Regions from separate parts of the Sus scrofa genome. Here region 1 is linked to region 2. Evidence: chromatin contacts called from public Hi-C data. All regions are on one chromosome and are shown on one strand. The core of a region is the stretch at or near the end of the contact, and the rest is flanking DNA. Distances in the headings are between cores, read along the strand shown.

Region 1 (2,700 bases), core at 114-2,613, 110 kb before region 2:
TTCCAGAATTTTCAAAGGTTATTCTCTGGAACTTTTTCTCTGAGACCTCAAAACAGGGAAACTGAGTCAAAGTTAAATTCACTTAGAAAACTTAAGTCAAATAAAGGTGAAACTAACTGAACAGGCTTAAAACATTTCACAAATTCATCTACAAAGTAAATCTCCCAGCAGGAACCACGATTTCTCCAATTCATTTGATAAAAGAAAGCTTTTCTCCTACAGGGGTCTCTCTCAGGACTCTGTTCACATAAATACACTTTGGGAAATCCTGGATTATAAGAAAAGGGTCTGAAATGCAGGGGTGGGAGGTTGTCTATCAATGAGTTCAATTGTGAAGCAAAGCTATCAGGTTCAAACTATGGTCTGTTCTTGATAAAAGCTATCTAGCACTCCCTTACACTTCTAGGAGGAGCCTAAATTGCTGCGACTGCTTTGGAAACCTGTTTGGCCTCAACTCTAAAGGTTGAACTTATACTTACCAAATGACTGACTCCCAGATGTACATACAAGCATCACATATTTGTGTGTGTGGATAAGCGTGTGTGTATGTGTATGAGGCAGAGGGGGATCTGATGACAGAAGAGGTGATATGAAAGGGAGGCAGATATTGCAGTGAAATACTTTCAAGATGGAAGCAGCAGCCACAAGCTGAGGAATGCAGATGGCCACTGGAGCTGGAGGAGACAAGGAGAGGGATTCTCCCCTCAGAGCCTACAACAGGGAAGGAGGCCCGCCCACACATGGACATCAGCCCAGCGAAAAGGACTTCGTGCTCTCACAGCACATCTGTGAAAGAAATAAGACGGGTCCTTTAAAGCCAGTAGTTTTAGAATAATTTGTTGCAAAGCAACAGGAAATGAATGCAATGGGATACTACATAGAAATGAGAAAGAGTAAGCTACTGTTGCACACAACAAGAAACAAGATTCTCACGGACACAGAGTTTAGTAAGTGAAGCAACACATCATGGGACATGCTTCATGATGTCATTCACATCAAGGTCACAAACAGGCTAATGCACAGGTCAGGACAGCAGTCACCCACAGGAAGTGAAGTCATCCCCCACTGACGTGAAGAGGGCTGAGGGGGCATCTGGAGAAAGAGTCCCTTACTACGGGTGTGCGTTATACAGGCAAACGTGTTCCATGGAAACTCATCCAAGTGTATACATACAATATGTATACGCTTGTCTCCAAATACTATTTATCAACAAAAGGGTTTTTTTTTCCTTAAAAAAAGTAAACTACATGCTCTTTTTCCTTTTTAATCATTAGATCCAAATGACTCACAAAATAAGTGCCTCTTGGGGCAGCACTGACTGGGAGTGATCTCAGAGCTTGGCTGTTCTCACACAGCGAGGAAAGGAACAAAGATAAGGAGGCCGCCGACCAAACCCAAAAAGTCGACTTGGAAACAGGAAGAACGAGGTCTCTGGCGAACAAAAATAAACCAGTGCTTCAGGCAGAAGGAAGATGATATCTTTTTGCAAATACAAAGACTCTATACCTGGAATTCCTCTTCTTCCAAAAATTCAATCTACTATTTTCTATTATCCAAAGTAGATTAAGAATTTAGTGGAGAAATTACACTGGGCTCAGGAAAACTCATGTCTCGGGAAGAAAGATGAAGGGGAACAAAAATGATGAGTGAGAAAAGCTCTGCCCACCTAACAAGGTCAAGAGGCTGCTACAGTGTCCTCTTTTGTTCTTATCAAGTCAAAAAAGAATAAAAGCGGTAACACTTTGACCTTGATATGATATATATCGTCAAACATAACTAACTCCATATACCAGAGGAGAGTTTAAAAAGAAACACAAAATATTTCCCTGCCTGCAGAAAAAAAAAAAAGAAAGAAAAAATAGCCATTGCTTCCTCCAGTAAAATCAGATCCAGATGAATCTGAATGCAAAGTCACATGGTTTCTATAACTAAAATTAATAAATTCAGAGAAGCTCAACTAGAAGCATTAACATCAGGGCCAAAGCAGAGATGGATCTCACCAACTCTATGAGGCCTGACTTCACACAAGAAAGGAGAGAGGCAGCAGAAAACAAGCACTTTCTTCTTGTGTTATATTTTTGGAGCCGAGAGTTTCAGGCTGTATGGTAGACAACTAGAAAAAGCCAGGCTGAAAAAGCAAGTCAGTCACAAGGTTGAAATGGTTCACAGTCCACAGGCCTGTACGGCACCAACTTTGGTGGAACACCTCATTTCCTAAAGCTTAAAATCGCTTTACTGCAACCCCCACAAGAACCTAAGGTGGCTCAGAGAGAGCAGGCATCACAAAGCTAGAAGTCACTAAGTGGACGTTTTCAGACACTCTGGTGATTCCTTTTTTCCAGACAAAAACCTCTCGTGGACAAGAGCCAGCATTATTATGTTGATATGAGACTGGTTTTAATATTGCTCTCAAGGAGTTCTCTCCATGGCTCAGGGTTTAACGAACCTGACTACGATCCATGAGGATGCGGGTTTGATCTGTGGCCTTGCTCAGGGGGTTAAAGATCCGGCATTGCTGTGAGCTGCCATGTAGGTCACACACCCAGCTTGGATCTGGCATTGCTGTGGCTGTGGCGTAGGCTGGCGGCTACAGCTCTGATTCGACCCCTAGCCAACGAGCTTCCATATGCCACAAGTGTGGCCCTAAAACACACACACACACACACACAAATTACTCTCAAATGTCAAATTCAGAGGTAA
Region 2 (2,729 bases), core at 12-2,511:
GTAGCAAATCCACACCTTAAGGAGTCTGCTGCTTTGACACTGTAAAAGCACGCTCTCAGGCTGCACAGGGGTACACACGTACACACACACACACACCAGCCACGGGGAAATCAAGGACCCACAGAGCGTCTCCTGTCATTATCCCGGGCTCGGGACAGAGCCCTGGGGTCCCTTCCCCTCTCCACGCTCCAATGCGCTCTGCCCACCGCCCGCGTGCGGGATGGTTAGGTGGGGTCGCCTGGCAGGCGGACCAGAGGGGCCAAGATGTGGGAAGGCGTGGCCCACCTCCTCTTCCTGCTCCTCCTGGGATGCGCTGCTGCCCCGGGTCGCGGGTGGCGCGGTTCCTCCGGGGAGCGGCGGCGGCGCGGGGACTCCACGTTCGGGCACCCCTCGCGCGGGAGCCCACGCGGCGGGCGGCCGGGCGCCGCCCGGCGGCGGCAGCGACTGCTCGCGAGAGAAGCCAGGCTCCCCTTCCTCCGACAGAGTTTCTGAACCTGAGGAGGACTCCGCTGAGGAAGCGCCCGGCGAGGACGCGGCGGCCGCCGCAGGGACGGGAGTGCGAGCACCGTGGCCGCTGCAGCCGCGGGGCACTGGCTCCGGCGCCTCCGAAACTTTCTCCCCCATTTCCCTCTCGGGCCCAAAGTGTGAGCCAAGGGGCGGAGGGGGCGCGGCGCGCACTTAGCGCCTCCCAGGGAAGCCGCGGACTGCTGGGCGCCGGCTCGCTCTCGCTGCCGCTCCCGGGCTGCGGGGAGCCCCGCTGGCTACTACATGGCCGCGGCCGGGCCGCCGGAACCCGCCGCCAAGTTAGTAGCCGCCTGAGCTTGGAGGCCGACGGAAGCTCCCACGCGAGGGGACATGCCGGCGCGGGTCAGCGCTCTGCACTCCACAGTCCTCCCGCACGGCGCCGGAGCAGCCAGGACTGCGGCTTCTCCAGCAAAACCTGCCTCCGGGACTGAGCGGGGCCGGCGAAAAAGACGGGCAGCCGGGGGAACCAATGGTAGGGCAGGCGCGCCGGTGGGCGGAGGCTGCGGCGCCCCAGGCGCACCGGCGTCAGGTAGGGGAGGCGGGGCCGAGGCGTGAATTGCTGGGTCCCGCGGGAGCGCTGGAGCTGGGGGACTAGATCCGGAACCTGCACCTTGGAGGGAGGGAGAACCAGGAATCGCAGCCAAAGGTTGGGACTCCGAATTTAGCCGAGAAGTGGGTGGCGGTCCTGGAAACACCAGGGGAAGATGGACGCGGAGGCGGTGAGACCTTGGAGAAGAAGTGGACTTTTGTTTCTAAAAAGTGGAATCGAGGAAACTGGCCAGAAGGAAAAATAGGGCTTAACGGGTAAAAGGAAACAAACACACAGTCACGCACACACGTGTGCCCATCAGCGTGCTGTAGGAGAAAAGGGGAAACTTCACGGAATATAGTTGAATGGATTCAAACGGAGCTGATCTCTGATCCCGGATTCTCCAGTTTAGCTCCTTGGGCTTCAGTGTCCTCAGCTGGAAATGGAAACGGTTGTACCTGTCTTGTCTCCCTATGGGGAGAATTAGAACAAATATATATATATATATATGAAGCTTCAACAAACTGCCTGGCTTGGACACACAGACTGTTTTCATAAGACTATTTTCTGTCTTTATTTCTGTTTGGAAATTAAAAAGTTAAGGGCATGTACCTTTTGAAAGGGAGGGAAATAATAAATTATGCTCCTATATTTAACTGGGGCTAAGAATATGGCCAGTATTGTGCCAGATCCAATGCTGAATTAGAGAGGGCTTCAGGGCCCACCATTGCCTGACTCTCCACATCAACAAAGCAGAGGATGAAAAGAAGTCACATTTCCTCTTTACTTTCTCCTAGCCCCGGACTGTAAACCAGCAAGATATGGGACTGGTTCCTTGATTTTCCTTACCTCTAAGAACTAGGAGAAAGCACTTTCACAAAGGGCACCAGTAGAACCACCTTAAGGTCCTCCCTGGGTGGCCTTCAGTGTGGTGGGGTGACCTGAAGAAAACAGAACAGCAGTGGAAAATAGATGACTCCTCCCTTGCCTTTAGCTCTCATCCTATTCTGAGCTCTGGCACTGCTGACCTGGGATATAAATTCAGCCAGACTCAATTCCACAGACATTGATTGAGATGTGTACCCAGTGCTTGCAGGGGATACAAAGATGAATAAGGCAGGTCCCCTGCCCTTGAGGAGCTTCTGGTCAAGCAAGAGATTGATGCTGCATAATATAGCTCCATTATTAATTTTCAAAAGCTGTGGTGGTGCTACAGGAACAATGTGCCATGGGGGGGGGGAGGAGGAAAAGTTACAGAAAAACAGTTCAGGTCCTTAAGCTCAGAAGACCTCAAGAATCTTAGATTTCCCTTTGTCAGAACAGTTTTGCCAAAGGTCCTTAAGAACTGGAGGACTCGAGTTGAAAGCCCTTCAGCTAATGAGTCCTCTTATGCTATCACGGCATTTACAAGTGATAGATCATACAAAGTGCTTCATCATGTTGGACAGCAAGCTTTGTCCCAATCAGTTTCCTCCCCCAAGATGAAGGGGAAGGAAATATGATGTGACCTCATTGCCACAGACAGGCATACTGCAAAACAGTTCTGGCTGGCAGGCTTCCATTGTGACACTTGGGAATTATCTGTGGGGCTGTGATGACCTGCTGAGGCAAAAGGACAGTCGTAGTGACTTGGCTAGTTGTGAAAGCAAGGCTAAAGAGAGTGCACAGTGGGGCA

Evidence for each region. A called contact is a pair of places that touch in the nucleus more often than the background predicts.
Region 1: a contact with region 2 is called in a Hi-C map of skeletal muscle, with 5 times the contacts expected there. The contact joins the enhancer-like site here to the promoter of MAST4 in region 2. A contact is called at or near these places in 4 of 47 Hi-C or Micro-C datasets (adipocytes, heart right ventricle, liver and 1 more) and 1 of 2 datasets of contacts at active chromatin or transcription factors (skeletal muscle).

What each region holds. Positions count from the first base shown.
Region 1 is chr16:45,081,179-45,083,878 of Sscrofa11.1, reverse strand. The region is part of intron 1 of MAST4 (microtubule-associated serine/threonine-protein kinase 4); the gene reads right to left. Among named protein-coding and RNA genes, the nearest start is that of MAST4, 110 kb to the right of the region's middle. Within about 2 kb of position 1,363, at least 21 of the 83 cell types and tissues checked have an H3K27ac peak or open chromatin away from gene starts, as enhancers often do. A contact at or near this core is called in liver and skeletal muscle, where this site is marked.
Region 2 is chr16:44,971,051-44,973,779 of Sscrofa11.1, reverse strand. It overlaps MAST4 (microtubule-associated serine/threonine-protein kinase 4), which reads right to left and starts at 1,261. Exons shown (of 29, transcript XM_021076752.1): 1 at 286-1,261. The coding sequence starts at 624.